Linked DNA regions of Mus musculus: all the other regions are linked to region 6. A link is a contact called in public Hi-C, HiCAR-type and HiChIP or PLAC-seq data. All regions are on one chromosome and are shown on one strand. Each heading gives the region's core, a stretch centred on a gene start, on an enhancer-like site or on the middle of the called end of the contact. The rest is flanking DNA. Distances are from core to core; before and after follow the strand shown.

Region 1 (2,700 bases), core at 181-2,680, 510 kb before region 6:
GAAACACTACTGGGACTTATTTACCTATCCACTAACTATCCTAGCCGGATTCTCCAGATTCTCACTATCCGAAGAGATTCGGTCCTGAATAGCACAGGGAGAGCTTTCAAGGTCTAGGAGCTTTGTTTCCATAACAACTAGCACCTAGAGGCTAGGGCGGGTCTACCAGAGCTTGGGTGGGTGTAGTGGAATCTCATATTTTCAGAATATCTGAGGTTTCCTTAATCATAGCCTTTCCCACTCTTCCTAGAGAAAAGTTTAAATAAAAAAATACAAAACACGGGAACAAGTCCAGTGTATAGCTACAGATTTCATACATAAACACGGTCAGAAAACAAATATCGATACCGACATGAATTCAAACAGTACTTAGGAGCAGCCACCTACTCTGTCATTCCGACGACTCTGAAAGCCTTCTAAAAGGGCTTAGGCACCCTTTTCTAAGGCAGCAGCACCCTAGCCCCAGGACCTCCCACGGTGTGCTGAGAGCTAGGGGTCCTTCCTATTCCCGCTCCCCTTCACTAAGTGCTGACACCACCCAGTCCTACCTCGCGGAGATCTGACCAACATCGCCTTTCACCCTCTGGTCCCATGATGATCCACACTCAAGTTCCTCATCCCCTAGCACTGTACAGACCTAGCCCAGCGACCGTGGTCCATCACTTTGCTGCCCCAAGTTCTCTTGCGACCCAGGTCGACCTATCCAGTCGGACCCAGTCTGAATCGTCCACCCGCGCCCACGGTGGCCCAGGACCTATACACCAAATGGAATGCTTCCTCCTCGGGTGGCCAAGCAAAGACTGCGCTGCTGCAGGCAGGTGTATACAGGGTGCCCTTCACGTCTCACCTGCATTCAGGTGAGCAGAAGGGGGGCGCCGCCTCTTGGTCCATCAGCTGCTTAGACTCGCTGTCCCAGGAGCTCCTGAGCCGTAGACACACCTCGTGACCGGAGCCAGATAGAATACCGGTCGCTGAGTGGCACTGGAGACTAGGGCCCCACGCCCATCTGTGTCCCCGCCTCAGCTGGGCACCCCGCTTTCAGGCCATCCCGCCCCTAGCACCGGAGAAATCACCCACGACAGTGTCGCGCGCTGAGCAAACACTATCCACTGCGCACGCGCACTGCTGAAGCCCTAAGCCTCGCCTCCCTAGGACGCTACCAAGGTAGACTCGGGGGGCACGAGTTGGGGTAGGATCATCCCATCCAGCGCCATGGGGGTGCCTGGAGCAGGCTACACAGTTCGCAGCGCGCTATGCTAGATTTGACTATCGTAGCTCAAGTTGGTGCTGGGACCTTAAGAGTGGTACGGAGGGATCAGTGGAGGAATTCCTCAACCCCCACCCCAACTGACCTTCCACGATCCTCTGTGTGGACCGTCCCCCAAGACCCTCCTACGTACACCCCTTCACTCCCTGTCCCTTCCCTCTTTCCTAAGTCCCTAAGGCCTCTGACGTCAGAGCGCAGAGGTGAAACGCAAGCGCACGCGTCTCCTGGTTGGTGCTGCCAGAGCTCCAGGCGACTGCATGGAGTCGAAAAACTTGCTCAGGCCGACAAAATGGACCGCACTGTGTCCCTTGCTACAGCAGCATTGTCTTCCAGGCGGTGGTAACCAGCTCCTGTCTGCACAAGTACAGTTCGGGCTTACGGTCCCTTAGGAAAAGGTGGCTGTGAGGCGTGTGCAGAGCTACCCTGTGCTCCTGCTAAGAGCCGAAGCTAATTCAGAGCCAGCATTATGAGAAGAGCAAAGACCTCCCGACCCATTCCATGTACCTACTAACCAAGCGGGGCTGGTAGGGTAGCGGTGAGAGGTGCGGAATCAGTCCCCTCTCTCTGAGCAGATAATCAGCACTTAGTACCCTCATCTACCTAGCATAGCAGGAAAACCAACCTGGCTCGGGATTCACGTCTGGCCTCAGCACTCCTTGTGCAATGTCTGCTAGTCAGGTGCTTGCAATTGCCTGGCCCTTATCTAGACAGGGCAATTGCCCACCCTACCCTGGATTGCAGACAGGTGGCCACATAACAGAGTCCTCCCTAGAGCCCTTTATCATACCATATCTTGATAATTAACAAGATAGCTGGTTTAAAAGACTAGAAGGAATAGCGTCCTGTACATACCCACCCTCCTGGTTCTGATATTGTCTCTGAACACCCAGGAATTGCAACATAGTTAACCAGGCCACCTGCAGAAATACCTTTGAGAAACATCACACAAGATGGATAGAATGGCTAATGAGCTGTGACTTCAGCCCTGTGCCCCTGTGACTTGTGATAAGGGTCCCTTTACAGCAAAGATTTTACACCGACGTTCAAGTTCTGTTATTTTCCTGAGGTTTCATCAATATTTGGTGCACCCCAGAGTCCATGGTTGGCACCTTAGTTTTTCCACTTGGCTGGTATGAGCAATAACATAGTTTCAAGACCACCCTAAGCTGCTTGAAACCCTGTGTCAAAATAACAAGAGAGATCTGGGTGTGTAAACAGCGTTTAGTAATACTGACCTTTGGCCAGGTGGAGATAGGAAGGTCAGGGGTTAAAGGTCATCTTCAGGGAAGGAGTTGATTTTAAGGTCAGCCTGGGTTAGACTGTTTACAAACACACCTTTCCTATCTGACCGCAGTTCCTGCATCATCACCTGCAAGTTTGCACCCCAGGCACTGTTTCCATCTGGCCAGCCTGGCTGGATGTCTCCTCTAAGC
Region 2 (2,719 bases), core at 117-2,616, 450 kb before region 6:
CTTTGCAGTCCAGATCTTTCCTGTTGGATCTTGAGCTCCTTCAGGAAGGACTGCCCAGCCCTACCCCACCCACCACCCAACAGCACAGTGCCTAGGAGAGGGAGAGGGCACCTGCAGCTTTCAACATAGAGCCTGGTACTTTCTGCTGCGGTGTAGTTGGCAAGTATGTTCCTTAATGCCAGGAAGACAATTCTCTGCCCTGGTTCAAAACAATGCCATGACCACAGGTACACACTGGCGTTCTATGATTTTAGATAAAACTTCTTAAAGGAGTCAATCTCAGGACATAGCTTGTATCTGGGCTCTCTGCCTCTCGATCTCCCCCCATCCCCTTCCTTCCCTCCCTTCTTTCTATGTGTTTCTCCCACTTCTCCCTCATTATTTTCATCATTATAAGGTGAGAAACATGTTTTCCTTGCCCCTAGCCTATTCTCTTTCTGAGAAAGGATTCTGGATAAAGGACTTTCACCTCCCAGGGCTGTGAGCTATGATGCTATTTCAATAGGTGGTAAATTACATTGAAAAGAATTATTCCCTTCCTCCTTCCAAAAACAAGGCATGACCCATGTACGTTCATATTTGAGCGACAAAGTATAAATGAATGGCCTGTCTCTGAAGGCAGAATGAATTACTGACAGCCAGTGCAAAGCAGCTGGCTTGGGGGACACAGCCACTCTGAAGGGGGGTGGTGTTGGTGGGGGAGTTACCGTTTTTCGTCTTCTACTTGCACACCAACAGAGTGGTACTCCCTTAGGCCTCTGCTCTCCGTGTCGGAATCCGTGGCTGTTTCTACCTAATTCAACACAGAACATCTCACTTTAGACCCAGGACGTGGGACCTGGTAACTGATTGTTTTCTTCTTGCTCATTTGCTGTAATCGATTGTGTATGTGTTTAATTAATGCTGAAATGCACTTGATCCAGTAGAATTGGATAGAGAAGGGAGGGGGGGAGGGAAGAAGGGAGGGAGTGGGGGGGGGGGGAGGGATAGACAGAGGGAAGGAGGATGGGAGATGCACATTCATGTCTGTGTAATTATGTGGCTACCGGGGTTTCATTGAATTTTACATAACTCTTTGAACTCAAGGCTGCACTTGAGTCTTGGACATATGCAGATAAAACTGCTTAGTCAAAATGAATAAATAAATAAATAAATAAATAAATACCCAGGGCTTTTCTGGGCTGCATCATTACATGACGTGGACGGGTTTATCACTCTCTGCAGTGAGGAAGGTGAGGACAGTGTGAGCCAAACACAGCTAACAATGACAGATAAGCAATTTAAGAGAGAGGACTGAGGGCTGCAGCCGCACACAGAATGACACAGGAAGGGACGAGAGCACCTGGGGGGGGGGACGGGGACGAGGAAGCCTCGTGGCTGCTGGGATGGCCAGGAGGCTGCTCAAGGTGACGACAGAGACAGGCATCCTGAAGAGACTCCTCACCGTGGCCCCGTCGCTAAGTTCTCTCAAACCCACCAGGCATTTCGTGACTGTCAGCAATGGGAAACTGCTATGTAATAGAACCCCGTGTAGGAAATTCTGTGAGGCCAAGGCCGGTAACGCTGTGGAGATCTTTCCAGGTGCCAGCCGGCATCCTCTTTACTCAAAGCATCATCTGACAGAGCTATAGGACTGTTAAGCGCACATTCAAATACCATAATATAAAAACACATTTTCTTAAAAATTTAAGTCACTACCAGGAAGGACAAAGCAGTCAACCCCTTGACAGTGTACCCTGTGTGTTTGGGAGGAGAAACCACTGCCCCAGGCTGGTCTGTGATCTGTGGCTGCACCTCCAGGCCCCATAGGCCACAGGATGTGGTGGTTGTGTATCTGTGTGATTTGATTGACCAGGAGTCAGATACTGGTTCAGTGTCTTAAGCTTTATCACTTTGTCCCCACAAAGACCTCAGGGTGTTCCTAGAGAACCTAGGAAGGGGAGTTCCTTGCCAGAGGGCATGCAGCTCATTGTATGCAGTGCCAGGATTCCAGCCCAGGAGCCTGTGACCTCAGAGCTCTGATTTCTGCCCCTCACGACCATGGGAGTCTCAGAGCTCTTGAATTTCTAATCAAAGGGTGGACAGGATCGGTGCTGCTGGTTCCGACAGCTGGAAGGAGAGAAGGGTCGAGTGGAGGAAGAAATCTGGAAAGATAGCCTGGCCTTCTTGTTAGGGGCCACCATTCTGCCTCCTGTTTGTAAGTGGTTCCCACAGTCCCATTGAATTGTATATACTTTACTGGACATGTAGATATTGATATTCAAACAAAAGACCTGAATATAAACTAGTATGTTTAAAATAATGTGTCAGCACAGAGAGCTGCCATTTATTCATTCATTCATGCACTTATTTTTCTCGGGTTAGAATCCAGGGGCTTGCTCTATCTGTCTGTCTGTCTGTCTGTCTGTCTGTCTATCTATCTATCTATCTACCTACCTACCTAATCTATATTTATATACTAGGCAAATACGCTATTATTGAACTCCATCCTAGTCATGCTTTGTGTTTTAATTATATAGATTTCTGTTATGAATGCAATCTAATTTACTTATTTAGTCTTCAATGGAGGGTTAATTTGGTTGTTTCTAGCTTTCTACCAGACCAGATTGTTAATGATTATACCTGGGCAAACTTTTGGGAATATCTCATATGACCTATGGTTGTTGAGTCCCCCCGACCCCCATGTACCTACCTATCTACCTAGGCATGTGCCTTCATG
Region 3 (2,730 bases), core at 37-2,536, 440 kb after region 6:
CTCCTTGCATGGAATCTGACCCCGCTACACATCTCTCGGCTTCAACAGCCTCCAGAAACCTTGTGGAAAGCCTGATCCTATAACCTTTGCATTTTGTGTGCCTGAAAGACACATGCGCTGCCAGAACAAGGCCAAGCAGAGATACAGTTAGAGCCCCCTGTTAGAGCCCGCTATGGCAACTCTATGTGCCTTCTAGGCTAACTTGGAAAAGCACCTCCCTAGGTGTCTCTGCTAAAGCAGGATTCCCTTGAAGATCTCTGTCCAGTCACTCTTGTTCTGCTTTCGAAAAGCATTTTGTTTTTACGAGTATGGGTGTTCTGCCTGTGCGTATGTCTGCAGTGTGTGCTTGGTGCCTCTAGAGGTCAGTGGAGAGGGTAGGATCCCCTTGGAACTGGAGCTACAGACCGTTGTGAGCTTCCACGTGGGTGCTGGGACTTGAACCTCAGTCCTCTGTGAACGAGTTTGTGCTTTAATACCCTGGAGCTCAACGGGCAGGGCCTTGGCAGCGTTCCCCAGCTTTCCCATTGGCCTGGGCACTGGTGTGATTTCAATTGCGTCGATCCTGTCGTCAGCATAAGCACCGCGTTCTCGGTCTTGTACCTCGTCTTTTCACACCTTTCACCTTTCTCTGACTGTGACTCCACGTAAGAGCAGCGACACAGCTTACCTGTTGTGCCATCTTAAAATTTCCTATGAAGAAACAACTCAGTCCATTATTTGCCAATTTAGTCTCACTAAAAAAAGTTTAGGGTTTGAGCAGAATACAGATTGTTCAGCAGAATATGACACAAATGGCCTCTAGCCCGACACCTGATGATAGGGTCCTCATTTCCTGGTGTCTCCCGAGCCTGGCCTTTGCTCTCTTGTTTCTATCAGAATTCTCATTTTCTGTTCAGCTACCAGAATGGCTCGGTAAGGTCTGTGACAGCATTCTGGGGGGTGGGGGTGGGGTAGCCTAAAGCTCCACCCTTCCACACTCTTCTTACAAACCAGTCCAAAGACCCACAAACTTCAAGGTCAGGCTTATCATAGTAATAATCCCACTCCTTGGCATCAAAATAAATATTTGGCAGAGTACTGTAGAGGATCAGAACCAACTGTGTGTGTGTGTGTTACAGTGACTTTGTTAGACCAGCTTATATGATAGCTGAGTTGTCCAGATACCATCTACACACTGGAGAGGCAGAGAATGCTGGTAGCTGCTGACTACAAGAAGCTGGATGCTTCAGCAGTCTTAATATAACAGGGAGACTTTGGATGCTTCCCAGAAAGTTGCTGCTATTGAATCAACATTTGAAAAGCCAAAGAAGCTGGAGTTGTGTATCAGCGGAGGATGCCAGCAGCACAGTCAGGCACACTCGCTCAGGAAAAAGACACAGCATGGGCCTTTTTCCTCGGATCACTTTGAGCCACTCAGTGGAAGTCACAGCTCACACTGGAGGTGGGTCTTTCCCTTTTACTCCTCTCTGGGGATACTCCACAGGAACAGGTACATGTATTGTCAGTCCAGTGAAGCCAACCAAGACTAGGCATTGCAGTAGATTTGCAAATAACGTGGTTTAATATTTAAAAGCTCAGGTTTCACACACAAAACAAATGATTAAATGAATGAATAAATTTGCAGGATACAAATCATGAAAAAATTAATTGTGCTTTTTACTCAATAATCAAAATTCATTTAGAATAGTTAAAGGATGAAATACTTGGGAAATGTATTAGAAGGCTTTGGCAAGATATCCTTTCCACCCAAAGCAACCTACAAATATTTTTGTTGTTGTTGTTTTTGCTTCTCAAGACAGGGTTTCTCTGTGTAGCCTTGGCTGGGCCTTGAACTCACTCTGTAGACCAGGCTGGCCTTGAACTCAGATTCACCTGCCTCTGCCTCCCAAGTGCCAGCACGCTCAGCTCACAATATACAAATTTAATACGACCTGCATCAAATTTCCAGGGGCATGTTTTACTGAAATAGAAAAATCTGTTCTAAAGACATATGAAATCAGGACCTCAAATAACCAAAGCAATGTTGAACAGAGTACAGGCCTCTCCCTTCTCTCCAGAATAGACCAAAATGGTGACATCATCAACTGTGATGCTGTCATGAAGATGGGGACCAGCTGAATAAAGAGCCAACAAATAAACTCAACCTGTGTGACCAAGAGATGGTCAACAAAGAAGTCAATACTGCTCTTTCAAACTGGAGAGATGGCTCAGCAGTTAATAGCACTGACTGCTCTTTCAGAGGTCCTGATTTCCAGTCCCAGCAACCCCATGGTGACTCACAGCCATCTGTAATGGGATCCGATGCCTTCTTCTGGTGTGTCTGAAGACAGAAACATTGTACTCACATATAAAGAATACAATCTCACATACAATCTTTTCCAGCTGTGCTAGGAAACTGACAACCCACTTGCAAGGGATTAAGTTGGTTTCTTTCTATCATATGCAAAAGAATTTAAAACATAAAAAAAGCTTTTTTAAGAACCATGGTGGACCATGCACTCAGGAGGCAGAGGCAAGCCAATCTTGGAGTTCAAGGCCAGCCTAGTCTACACAGAGAAATCCTGCCTTGAAAAAACAAAAAAACAAATGTTGCAGTAACTCTCCAACTACAACAAGCCTTTGCAAAAACGCACAACTCAACTGTAATATTCACAAGCTGCACGCCTAGATCGGGCAGATTTACCATTACACGGCTCTATTCCTCAGCTATGAGATCCCTTGCTAAATGTG
Region 4 (2,700 bases), core at 98-2,597, 420 kb before region 6:
ATGATTCCCTGAGGCTTTCCCCCCAAAAGGTACTTGTGTTGAAAAGACACAGCATGCTCCTCTGGCACAACTAGGTCAGGGCAGGATAGATCATGTTAACCAGGGATGCTCACATTAACCAGGGCTGCTTCTGTGTGCCCAGGCACTCTTTTCTACACAACGGTTCCCCGCTTGGCTTTCCTGCTGTGTTCCTTGTCTTCTGGAAGTATCGAGAATGGCACAAATCTTACATTCTGACTCCCTCAAACTATTCACCACGTCATTGTGCAGTGCTCAGAATTCTATGCATCTGGCGTCCCAAAGAGATTGAAAGACTAATTTCGGAGTAATCAGTCTCATTCAGCTCTGGCATCAATCTTGGAAACATTAAGTTGGCTTGAGAGAATCTATCTTAGCTCAATACCCCAGCTGCCGTCAATAACAGCGGACACTCACAGTGTCAGGTCTGAGCACTAATGATGGCTGTCAAATGCAAGAGGGAGTTATTGTGGGGTTCTGTTACATTAAGTTTTTAAATTGAGACATAGTCTCAATGGAATCAATTGTCTTCTTTCTTTGGTCTCCCATGAGATGAGATTACAGGCCTGTGTCACCACATCTAGCTTAAAAATATTTTTGAAGTATACATTTAACGTTTAAACAAACATCTTTTTTTAAAAAGCAGTTCAGTTAAGTTTAGGCTCCTAAATAATTAGCACCTTTCCAGAGCATAAATATGATATTTTTGAAGGGTCCCATGCAATGGTTTTGTAGCTAGGAGGCTACTATGACGTCTGAGTCAAAGTCAACTAGGAACTAAGGGTTCAAGTGGGTTCTGCTGTTCTGGGAAAAGCCCTGCCTTTGAACTTTATGCTTTTGTAAGTCTCGGTGGAACTGTACATATTTTCCTCCAACCCTTCCCATGTCAAGTGGGCCCAGGGGCTCCTCTTCTGTGTGATCTTTTTCTGGGAAAGATAATTCTAGGAGAATGTCTTTCCCGATGAAGATCACCTGGCCTTCAGTGGGGATGCACAATCACAGAAAGGGGAGAAGGGCAGAGGGAAGAGCAATAGGGAGAGGAGTACAGAGAGAGGAACAACGGGGGCTGGGGAGTGCAGAGGGAGGCATAGAGGGAGGAGAGGCACAGGGAGGAGGCACAGAAGGAGAAGATGCAGAGGGAAAGGCATCGTTGTCCTGTGGGTGGTGAAGCAGGATAGAATAGCTCTGCAGCAGAACGCCTGTCCCTGTCAGGATACAGCCCATGCAGAACCAGTAGACTCAGAGGGTCCAATGCGGAAGGAGGGCACGGAGATCCTAGGGAGGCTGCTGTGGACCAGTGGACTAGAACAGGAAGTCTCCTTTGACCTTGAGGCCTCCTGGGCTCCTGGTGATGATGTGGTCATGTGTATGCTGACTCTTCAGGAGGCTCTGAGGTTCAGAACTGGACCCAGCTCACTTAGAGGAAATGGCCATATGCTGTTCCTTGAACATTATGACCTGAGAGGGTCAAGTCATAGTCCTTGCAAAAAGAGCCTCTAAAGAGAACAGCACACCTTGAGATCTGAGACAACCATGAAGCATAGCGGAGTTTAAATACTTGACTAGAGAAGGACCACAGATAGTGTAAATCATGGGGTGTCACTGCATGTAAATTTTCTAGTCACTTATGTTTTACTGATCCTGCAACATATGAGTGTTGAGAGAAGTCAATATACATCTGTGCAGCTCTACATATTTGGCACAGTAATGCCCTGGCTAGTTCTCCAAGAGATGCTACCTACCCACAGATGAGACCTGCAGCTATGGGCTGGTCTATCTAGTAGCCTTCGAGCTCAGCATTGTTCAGAACGGGACACACTTTTTTTTTTTTTTCAAGACAGGGTTTCTCTGTATAGCCCTGGCTGTCCTGGAACTCACTTTGTAGACCAGGCTGGCCTTGAACTCAGAAATTTGCCTGCCTCTGCCTCCCAAGTGCTGGGATTAAAGGCGTGTGCCACCACCACCCAGGGACACACTTTTAAAGTGGCTTCATGGAGCCTTGTACATTGAGGCTAGACACAGAGCTGGTGGTATCTACAAGGCTGGTTCACGATGATATTGTCACCAGAAGCCAGATGCTGCCTTCCCACTCCCAGGCACTTTATAGCAAGGTGCTTTGAGGCCTGGGCCCACATGCTATGTGTCCAGTGTGGGAGGACCTTGAGACCACATCACAAATCCACATCCTTTGAGCCTATGAGTTTCCCCACCAATGTGACCTGCCCCAGTCCTTAGCCTTGTCTTAAGGCGTTTGGCAAACCCTACAAATGCTTCAAAATAGTGCTTGTATGCAGGGAAGTGTGAATCACTTAAAAACAACACTATACTGAAATGTAATGATTAAAATGCTTAAATTTCTGTGACATGTATGTGAATTATTAGTGTGGAAAAGGAAGAGGTTGCTATGGACTAAATGTCTGTGTCCCACCAAACGTGCTGAAGTCCTCCCGAGATATGATTTAGCTCTCTCTAGGTAGTAAGGAGAGGCTAACACATGCATGCAGCCAAACATTGGACTGAGTGCAAGAACCCAGATGGAGAAGTTAGGGGAAGAACTGAAGGTGGTTAAGGGGTTTGCAACCCCATAGGAAGAACAGCATCAACCAACCAGAACCTCCAAATCTCCCAGGGACTAAACCACCAACCAAAGAGCACACATGGGAGGACCCATGGCTCCAGATG
Region 5 (2,700 bases), core at 161-2,660, 350 kb before region 6:
GACCATTAACTTAGGGATAAATAAAACACAATGCATTCATATATGCAATATACACTTACACATGCACATAAATATACAAAGTGGGACACCACTGAGCCATTAAAGGGGAGACCTTGTCATCTGCAACAATCTTGAGTGGTGATGGAGGATATATGGTAATAAAACAAGACAGAGACACACCGTGCAGCTCACTCATTTGGTGCAGATAAGGAATAGATGTCTAGGATGAAGAAAGTCCAGCGGTGGTTAGTGAAGCCTGGGAAGGGTGAGATGAAGGTGGGAGAGGGAGGATGGGCAACAGGTACCAAACCCCAGCCTAGAGGAGGAGTAAGGCTAGCGTTCTGCAGAGCATAGTGCGTACCCACAGCACACATCAGCCTCGAATCCATACGAAGAACCAGACGAGAGAAACTCGAAGGCTAAGAATAGGAGGTGACACAGACATGCAGTTGTTTGTCACCTTGGCTTGACCCCTGTCTATTTATATGTGTTGAAGTGTCATAGTCTTTCCCATAAACATAAAGCAATCGTCTGCCCGTTACAAAGAGTAAGATAAGAAGAGAGGAAAAAGGTTGTATAGTAGAGGTTCTGCAAAGGCAACGGGCAAGGTACCATGACTGATGGGGCTTCTGTTGGGCTGCTCCAAGCTGGCTCACAGGCATACTGTTCACTTCTGGGATTTGTGGAAGCCAACAGCTAGGGCTGGGCATTTCTTGATACCCTCGGCTGCTGGCTGTGTGTAGCACATGTGAATGTAAATGTGAGCTTTGATGTAAATATACATGCTACTGGGTTGGGCAGATGTGATGGGAAAAAGAGAGTCTTAAGTGGAGACAAGCTTCCAACTGTGAACTGATGTTTGACCTTGAAGGGAAGAAGCCATGTGGTCAGTCAAGAAAGGCTTATGCCTGTTCCTGAGTGTAGATGGGGGAAGACACAGCTCGGAGGCCAGCAGGCTGGGAAGTCCTCAGAGGGAAGAGCCCTGATTCAGAAACAGTGTACTATGCTTTACATATAAGGAATAGTTCCTTATCCCTTTCCATCCAATCTCTCTCAACCCTTCAACACTTAGGAGCCTTGTTTGTAAAGATCCACAGGTGCTCCCAGCTACACAGACAAGGAAGCAAACCCCGAGGGCTTGTCTTTTACTTGGCAGGGGGCCAACAGAGCCAGGGTCACTGTGGTTCCACTGTGGTCCCCCACTGTGTGTGGGGAGACAGCCAAGCCACAACTCAGAGAGGATATGCGGGCAAAAGAGGCAGGTGATGGGGCATGGTAGAGCCAGAGAGTTGGTGCTCACAGGGGTTGAGGGAAGAGAATATTTTCTATGGGGACAGAACAAATGTGGCCTCCTTGGCTGGCACCAGGTACCCTCCAAGGCCAGTGTCTCCTCCTCCGCACACAGGGAACCGCTTGGTCCTGAACAGGGTACAGTGACTCACTCCTTGCCCCATTATTCCAAGTTTGGCCTTAAGACCGTTTGTCTACTGAGGCAGAAAATAAAAGAACAAAAGCCCTTCCAGAGAAGAACATGGGCCAAAATTCCCCTTCGGTTCTATTTACTGGGTTTTGACCTACTTACAAACACGGATCTTCCCAGAGTGTTAACTACAGACTCCGAGTAGAGCAGTCCGAAGGTGGACATGGAGTGTTGTGCTCTCGTTCAACTGCAAATCGCTAATTTGGGGTAGAAAAAAACCAACCAAACAAAACAAAACAAAAAAACCAAACCAAACCAAACCAAACCCAAACAAAACCTACTGCCCCCAGGCACTGAGTTCTTGTTCTCTTAGATCACATCCTTACAAAGCACCGCAGGCACACGCCTTTAGTTTTTCATCAATTCCCAATGCTAGTTGTGAAATAAAGTCCTGGCTTGTGTCAGCCAGGACCTTTCCACTGGAAAGTTTAGCACCACCAGCGTGAGGGGACAACCCTATGAGGACATCTTTGAATGCACCCCGGACATCAATTCAGCTGGGTCTGGGGACAAACGCTGCCTGAGGAGGCGTGTGTATTTCATAAATCTTCCCACAAGTGGTAGTGAGACAGCTAGAGGACGCCAGGGAAGAGAGGAGGAAGGACTTTGTTCAGAGGTGAAAGCGGACGGAGAATGGTGTATAGCGGAAAGATCTTTGGGGATAAGCTATTTCTTTGTGGGGGAGGGGAGGGTCCTTGTGAAAGCCATAACTTCCTTTCAGGGTCCCCAAACCTCCCACCCTATAGGTTTAATGTTTGGAGCATGCTGTTCATGTGAAGAGTGGGAGGGGAGCTAGGTCTGTGCCCCCTGCAGCTGCCATGCTTAGCAAAGCGCAGCCCCCTGGCTACCATTAGCCACAGAAGGACTGATGGAGTGGACAGAAGACCTAAGGCAGTTGGGGCTTGTAGGTGGTCACCCAGGCTCTGGGGATCTGAACTCTGGTCCTCATATTTCTGTGGCAAGTACTTTGCCCGCTGAGCACATCTTCATGGCCCTGTAGTATGTCCTTTTCATAGATGGATTATGGAATCACTACAGCTCCCATGATATGGTTTGTGGGACCCCTTCCACCTAACCTGGTAGGGAAGGGACAAGGTGTAGACAGAGTAAAACCACCAGAAAGTCACGGATTTTTAAAGTGGGTGTCAGGTAAAAGATGATGTTACACTCCACCTTTGGGGACTGTTGCTATTTTCCATAAACGGTAGCACTGAGAACAG
Region 6 (2,700 bases), core at 180-2,679:
CCCAGATGCGGAGGCAACAACAAGTCTCTTCGGTGCCCGGAAGGGGCCAGATGTGGCCAGATGTGGCCGTGCTCTTTGGAGAGGAGTGTTTCCTTTCCAGAGGGAAAGCAAGAATAAAACGGAACATGTCAAGGCAGAGTGAGAAGGAAGTGTGCGGAGAAAGACCACACCAGGCACACCTCATCTTCATCCCTGTGGCTCGCTCACCCAGAGGAGGCTGGGGACCAGCCACATCAGCTGGACCAGCTACACAGTTCCTCGCTGCAAAGGGGAAAAAAAAAAAAAACCTTCCTGGCTGGTGTGAAGCAGTTGGCTGGGTTCTCAGAGCTCCCTGTCAGACTGTGCACTCCAAAGCACGCTTTATTCAAAAGCTCAGCAAGTCCATGACACTTGCACACCATCTCCTCCTACAAAGCCAAGGAGGGCTACTTGGGGTAAGCGCGAAATTAGTGCTTTGGAAGGGGCTTTGGTTATAAAGACCGGGCACAGACAGCTCTTCCCAGCGGGTGTCCATCCCAGCACCTCTCCCCTCTTTCATCCTATTCAACTGCAGCTGGGAAGAGCTCAAAACCCTTTACTGCACTCAGCCACACAAAGGAAGCCCTCTCCGCAGGCTTCTCTCTCTTGCTAGCCTATGAAACACAGGTTTAATGACCTAAGGTCCCTGGATTTACTCATTCCCAGGGGATCACGGAACCCACAGCCCAGTTGCCACATCTTTGCTGAAATAAAAGGAGAGCCAGCCAAAACAGTGCTTGCATTACAGACTGCTCCAGTATCTGGTGACTATCGAAATGATGGTTAATTAGAGACAGAACTTGTCTGCCTAGGACAATGCTATGGTCCTGGATTGCTGTGCAAGACCATCTCCCCCAAGTCCCCCCAGAGAATGGAGGATGCTCCCTGGATTGCAGTGCTGTCTCCTGGCTGTCACTACCATCTATCAAGACATGAGTATTTCACTTACGAAAGCAGTACAACCCTAGGTCTATGAAACAGAGCAATGAAAGAAAAAAAAAAAACATAAAAAAAAAAAAACATGCTGCAAAGTACAGAGAGGTAAGCAGCTGTCGGTTTAGCTGGTCGAGTGCTGATCAGTTAAGTATCATTTCCCAGAGGCCACGGAACTAGTAAAGTCTACATCCAAGACACAGGGAAAGTGAGAAATGAGTCACCTTTGACTTACCGAAGCGAGACTCCTGCTGCACGCCTTGCAGCATCCGAATGTGAAGTGCAAGGCAGCTCCACAGCAGATGGGAAGCTATGCACGCAGAGGCACTTCAACCTCGCTGCAAAGGAAGGAGGAGGCCAGGGTGACCAAGTGAGTGGTCACAGCTCCAGTCAGCCTCGGCTTGGACTAGGCATCCACGGTACTCTGCAAAACAGGCACACTGCAGCACGGTGGCGGGCATAGGATCCCTATGCATGTCCCATATATTCAAGCGTAATAGAAAACATGGATCTGGAGTGGATTCCATGTGGATATGGGGGCTGCCTGGCACTGAGCGCTAAACGCAAGCTCTCTGCTGGTAACAAAATTAGCCATGGAGATGGACGCCTTGATTAGAGCACAGTGCTGTCCCCCGGGACAGCAATTACGGAGAGCAGGTGCTCTGTCTCTTGCTCTTTCAGATAAATGCCTATAATCTCATTTCACAAACGATCCCTATTTAGACAGGAGCCACCTATTGTGATGATATCATTTGCTCTAGTAGCCATAAATGGGCAACTTCCTACGAAGCGTCACAGAGCTGACGACACAGGTCTTCATAAAAGTGAGTGGGCAGGGTGTTCGGAGAGGCCCGTCTACACGAGCAACTCATGCTGAAGATTCCAAGCGCCCTGGCATCTGAGAAGTTGCAGGGGAAAGAGGCAAGCCTTCCACTCCAATCTTTCAGTATACCGGACTGGGCTAAGAACCAACTGTAAGCAGGAGGGGGAATGGGAGGGCAGACCAGAGACCGCTGGCATCTACACATCCTTACACCTGCTTCAGTTGCAGGTGTCCTGGTAGAAAATAACCTGATCACTTATGTTTGAAGTACAGAAACTCCACCCGAGGAGGCAAACATTACACACAAGAATCCTAGTAGAGTTAAGGGTGTGATCTGGTAAAGATAATGAGAACCTTATGTGCCCAGTGGATGGCCAAAGGACTATGCCTAAAACCTCATAATAGCAAAGTAACTTTCTCTAAAAGCACATGCAGAATAACCAAAGAGCTTGGGTTTATTAGAGCTTTGGATTCCTCCACCGACATGTCTACAGAGACAGTGGCTGGTGATGACCAAGGATAAGAGAATAGCCATTGAGCCTGGCCACTGTGCAAATACTGCAGGAGACATTCAGAAATACTGTCCTAGAAAAACCTCCCTGGATCTCCCTGAATTACTCCAGTGGCCTGACAGCTCACTTGGAAAAGGCAGGGTTTCTGCTAGACAATTCACTATTCATAGTACTGGCTTAGGACAGGACACACTATGTTTGGACCAAATTAGACTAACATACTCCTTTAAAGTACGTTGTGGCTCAACCATTTAAGCTGCAAAGTTTATAGTGTGCTGCTACTGGTCTGAGGGAATGTGCTTCCGGACCCCAGTGGGGAATCTGTGTTGAGGTTACTCAGTGTAAAGGAGTAGCCACAGCAAAACCTTGCTTTAATATTCATGATATGCGTACAGTAAATCTGGGCTGGAGAAA
Region 7 (2,700 bases), core at 179-2,678, 300 kb before region 6:
CTCATCTGGTGTTTCCTCTGGCATTTCTTATGAGTGGCTTTGTTGAGAGAAATCCTGAGACTATCAGGGGCACGGCATAAAGCTACTGTTGGAGCTGAGTCCCCTGAGCTCACATAAGTACTGACATTCCATTTAAAAATAACATACATATGTACATATGTATGTATATAGTTTTTATTTTTGTGTATGCACATCTGCGTGTGTATGTGTGTTCATGCGTGTGAGACCACAGAAGCGTTGGATCCCTTGGAGCTGGAATTACTGGCAGTGGTGGGCTGCCTGACGTTGTTGGTGCTGGGAACTGAGCCCAGGCTTCTGAAGAAGCAGAGGAGTGCTTTTAACTGCTAAGCCATCTCTTTGTGTCCCTGGAATTCCAATGTAAAGATATCATGTAATGGAGACACTAATAGTCCCATGTTTCTTATTTCATGGAATCTAGTGCATCCTAGAAATGGAGGGGAGGGGCGGGGTTCTCTTCTGATGAGGCTGTAACACGTGTCCAGCCTTCTCCACAGACAGTTGGTTCACAGCATTTAACTCTCGGGTATCCACTACACATATTTGAACTGGACTGTGCTGTGTGTATGTGCAGGCACTTAGTGGAATGTGAGAAGGATGCTGTTTTGAGGATTCGGATCCTGCACAACAGCATGCGCATAGGTGACTTTGCCTTTCCAGACCTTCACATCACAGGGCATAGGGGTGACCTCACAGGGTGACCGCAGGTTTAAACAGAATCTCTCCTCTTCAACAACGCTAGTTAAAATCCATGTTTGGAAGCCACACACAATTGAAGAAACTCACTCGATTACATACAGAATTCATTGTATTAAATCTTTAGGTTAAAATATCTCCCAGCTAACTATTGCTGGTTTACTCTCATTCTCTAAAAGAAACCAACTTTAGAAAGATGATTTGTGGTTGGTCTGTGCCCTGAATCCCTGTAAGTGGCCACTTTCAGTACGACTGAGCTGAAAACCTGAATTTTGATCTATATCCCTAGGCCCCTCCATTATTCACCTATTTCACTTTGGATATTAATAAAACGAATAACATTTGTTAAAAACTGACAGACGAAACTGGTTACCCATTACTCATTGACAAATCACACCCAGGCCATCATTCCTCTTTCTCTAAATACATCACACATTGGGTTTAGCGCAGGAAACCAAATAAATAGGAGGCTTTACAGTGGCGACAAGATTGCAATTCATTTTATAAGTCCTTGGTTTCTGGATCGATTTGGTTGAACAAATTGTATGGTTCTTGACCTAAATGCAGCCCTCTCCCTCCACCCCCAAAATGATTGTACTGTGCTGGGGTGGCTTGCTGGTCCTAATTTGTCTCAGCCTCCTCCTTGATTCTGCATAGAAGGTGACATCAAGACAAGGGACAGAAGGGGCCACACAGAGTCAGAGCCCAGCTGCACCTCAGAGCTTGGCAGCCACAGGCACGCACGCATTTCAGTGTCACCTTGTGGCACACACAGTGGTGTCCACATGGTCGGCTTCCTTGGCAGTCTCTGTCCTTTCAGCAATTTATGTTTTTGCCAGTGAAGTGCCCTGACAGTTTTCAAAGCACTTGGCACGAGCCTCTCAAATGTTCGGAGCTGCGAGAGAAAAACACAGCTTTGTTGCCATCTCTGCTCCCCTGTGAGTCAGAGGTCACAGCTCCGGTGCCTGGCGCTGCTGTTGTGAACGTGCAGAGCAGGAAGCTTTTCCTTAAGTCTGCCCTCTTCAATGTAGCTGCCTTCTGGAACTATCTGAGAGCAACACACTTTGCAACCAGCATGGGCAACAGTGCTAAGTCACAGACAGACTCCTTCAGGAGCTGTGGTCTTGCACTTTCCCCAGAGAACCCCCTGGTCCCATTGCTGCTGTGCCTTATAACGGAGTGTTCCCCTGACTGGCACAGTTCCCATCCGCTGCCCTGGCCAGCTTGAACTGCTCGAATGCAGGCTGAAGCGGGTTTCAAGTGACTTCCACTTCAGTTGCCCCTTATCTGGAAAGCCGAACAGTATTACTCCTGTCAGAGGTTTCGGACTGAGAGAAAATGCACAATGGACCTGGGCAGAGCGACTGGCATTTGACAGACAGGACTCCAAACAATGTCTGCAAGGTGCAAACGACTTCTGAAGTCCCTTTCAAAGTGAAAGCTCAAAACGGCGGACTGGCCTTTGCTTTGGGAAGCCTTGGTGGGGGTGGTGGTGGGGTGGTGGTGCATGTGGCCTTCGGGTGTGGAAGAAGCTCATTGCTCCCTGACTGACTTCCTGTGGTGCCTGAGTCCTCAGAGACTCCCCACTGCCCTCCACCTGTGAAGCAACTCCATGTCCCAGATCACTGTCCTTTCTCAGGATATGCATGCTCCAGCTTAACTGACCAGGGCTAGGGGTGGGGAGCTGTGTGGCTGCCACACTGCACCATCTTAGCATGCAGACCTGAGATTACAGACGTCTCAATATTTTGCTAACCAGTCCCAGCATGAGACTATATGCTGTTGAATAAAGTGCCTAACCACCTGCTATCTCTGCTTCTTGTTCATACGTGGCATGCACAACTACATCTCTACAGTGGCTTTCCACGAATGCTGAATATGCATGACTGTTCTTCAGAAACATCTTCTTCATTTCAATAATGATAAGCCCTGCTCTGCCTCTGAGGTAGAAATATATATATATATATATATATATATATATATATA

The links. A called contact is a pair of places that touch in the nucleus more often than the background predicts. HiCAR-type assays count read pairs that join an accessible place to other places. HiChIP or PLAC-seq counts read pairs in DNA pulled down with a chosen protein or histone mark.
Region 1: a contact with region 6 is called in an H3K4me3 HiChIP or PLAC-seq map of neural tube, with 8 times the contacts expected there. The contact joins the promoter of Cln8 here to the enhancer-like site in region 6. A contact is called at or near these places in 2 of 39 promoter capture datasets (both in embryonic stem cells), 1 of 484 Hi-C or Micro-C datasets (cortical neurons) and 10 of 115 datasets of contacts at active chromatin or transcription factors (VIP interneurons, bone marrow-derived macrophages, craniofacial prominence and 7 more).
Region 2: a HiCAR-type map of PVALB interneurons shows a contact between it and region 6, with 3 times the contacts expected there. The contact joins two enhancer-like sites. A contact is called at or near these places in 1 of 15 datasets of contacts at CTCF or cohesin (the NIH/3T3 cell line), 20 of 484 Hi-C or Micro-C datasets (the BV-2 cell line, cerebellar granule neurons, cerebellum and 14 more), 14 of 115 datasets of contacts at active chromatin or transcription factors (PVALB interneurons, SST interneurons, VIP interneurons and 11 more) and 3 of 9 other capture datasets (adipose tissue, embryonic stem cells and pancreatic islet).
Region 3: a contact with region 6 is called in a Hi-C map of cortical neurons, with 1.5 times the contacts expected there. The contact joins two enhancer-like sites. A contact is called at or near these places in 1 of 484 Hi-C or Micro-C datasets (cortical neurons) and 2 of 115 datasets of contacts at active chromatin or transcription factors (VIP interneurons and embryonic forebrain).
Region 4: a contact with region 6 is called in an H3K27ac HiChIP or PLAC-seq map of SST interneurons, with 3 times the contacts expected there. The contact joins two enhancer-like sites. A contact is called at or near these places in 6 of 115 datasets of contacts at active chromatin or transcription factors (SST interneurons, embryonic limb bud, embryonic stem cells and 3 more) and 1 of 9 other capture datasets (adipose tissue).
Region 5: a Hi-C map of cerebral cortex shows a contact between it and region 6, with 1.6 times the contacts expected there. The contact joins two enhancer-like sites. A contact is called at or near these places in 1 of 15 datasets of contacts at CTCF or cohesin (the NIH/3T3 cell line), 1 of 484 Hi-C or Micro-C datasets (cerebral cortex), 10 of 115 datasets of contacts at active chromatin or transcription factors (SST interneurons, VIP interneurons, embryonic basal ganglia and 7 more) and 1 of 9 other capture datasets (embryonic stem cells).
Region 7: an H3K4me3 HiChIP or PLAC-seq map of forebrain shows a contact between it and region 6, with 4 times the contacts expected there. The contact joins two enhancer-like sites. A contact is called at or near these places in 1 of 15 datasets of contacts at CTCF or cohesin (the NIH/3T3 cell line), 3 of 484 Hi-C or Micro-C datasets (cerebellum, embryonic fibroblasts and nephron progenitors), 7 of 115 datasets of contacts at active chromatin or transcription factors (PVALB interneurons, SST interneurons, astrocytes and 4 more) and 1 of 9 other capture datasets (embryonic stem cells).

What each region holds. Positions count from the first base shown.
Region 1 is chr8:14,887,266-14,889,965 of GRCm38.p6, reverse strand. It overlaps Cln8 (CLN8 transmembrane ER and ERGIC protein), which reads right to left and starts at 1,430. Exons shown (of 3, transcript NM_012000.3): 1 at 848-1,430.
Region 2 is chr8:14,827,943-14,830,661 of GRCm38.p6, reverse strand. It overlaps Dlgap2 (DLG associated protein 2), which reads right to left. Exons shown (of 16, transcript NM_172910.3): 12 at 708-793. Among named protein-coding and RNA genes, the nearest start is that of Cln8, 59 kb to the left of the region's middle. Within about 2 kb of position 1,366, at least 2 of the 459 cell types and tissues checked have an H3K27ac peak or open chromatin away from gene starts, as enhancers often do. A contact at or near this core is called in PVALB interneurons, where this site is marked.
Region 3 is chr8:13,945,092-13,947,821 of GRCm38.p6, reverse strand. No RefSeq gene overlaps it. Among named protein-coding and RNA genes, the nearest start is that of Tdrp, 28 kb to the left of the region's middle. Within about 2 kb of position 1,286, at least 11 of the 459 cell types and tissues checked have an H3K27ac peak or open chromatin away from gene starts, as enhancers often do. A contact at or near this core is called in cortical neurons, where this site is marked.
Region 4 is chr8:14,797,323-14,800,022 of GRCm38.p6, reverse strand. The region is part of intron 9 of Dlgap2 (DLG associated protein 2); the gene reads right to left. Among named protein-coding and RNA genes, the nearest start is that of C030037F17Rik, 32 kb to the right of the region's middle. Within about 2 kb of position 1,347, at least 8 of the 459 cell types and tissues checked have an H3K27ac peak or open chromatin away from gene starts, as enhancers often do. A contact at or near this core is called in SST interneurons, where this site is marked.
Region 5 is chr8:14,731,106-14,733,805 of GRCm38.p6, reverse strand. All of the region lies in intron 6 of Dlgap2 (DLG associated protein 2), which reads right to left. Among named protein-coding and RNA genes, the nearest start is that of C030037F17Rik, 34 kb to the left of the region's middle. Within about 2 kb of position 1,410, at least 20 of the 459 cell types and tissues checked have an H3K27ac peak or open chromatin away from gene starts, as enhancers often do. A contact at or near this core is called in cerebral cortex, forebrain and neural progenitor cells, where this site is marked.
Region 6 is chr8:14,380,675-14,383,374 of GRCm38.p6, reverse strand. All of the region lies in intron 3 of Dlgap2 (DLG associated protein 2), which reads right to left. Among named protein-coding and RNA genes, the nearest start is that of Gm26184, 110 kb to the right of the region's middle. Within about 2 kb of position 1,429, at least 72 of the 459 cell types and tissues checked have an H3K27ac peak or open chromatin away from gene starts, as enhancers often do. A contact at or near this core is called in PVALB interneurons, SST interneurons, VIP interneurons and 7 more, where this site is marked.
Region 7 is chr8:14,683,114-14,685,813 of GRCm38.p6, reverse strand. All of the region lies in intron 4 of Dlgap2 (DLG associated protein 2), which reads right to left. Among named protein-coding and RNA genes, the nearest start is that of C030037F17Rik, 82 kb to the left of the region's middle. Within about 2 kb of position 1,428, at least 31 of the 459 cell types and tissues checked have an H3K27ac peak or open chromatin away from gene starts, as enhancers often do. A contact at or near this core is called in PVALB interneurons and forebrain, where this site is marked.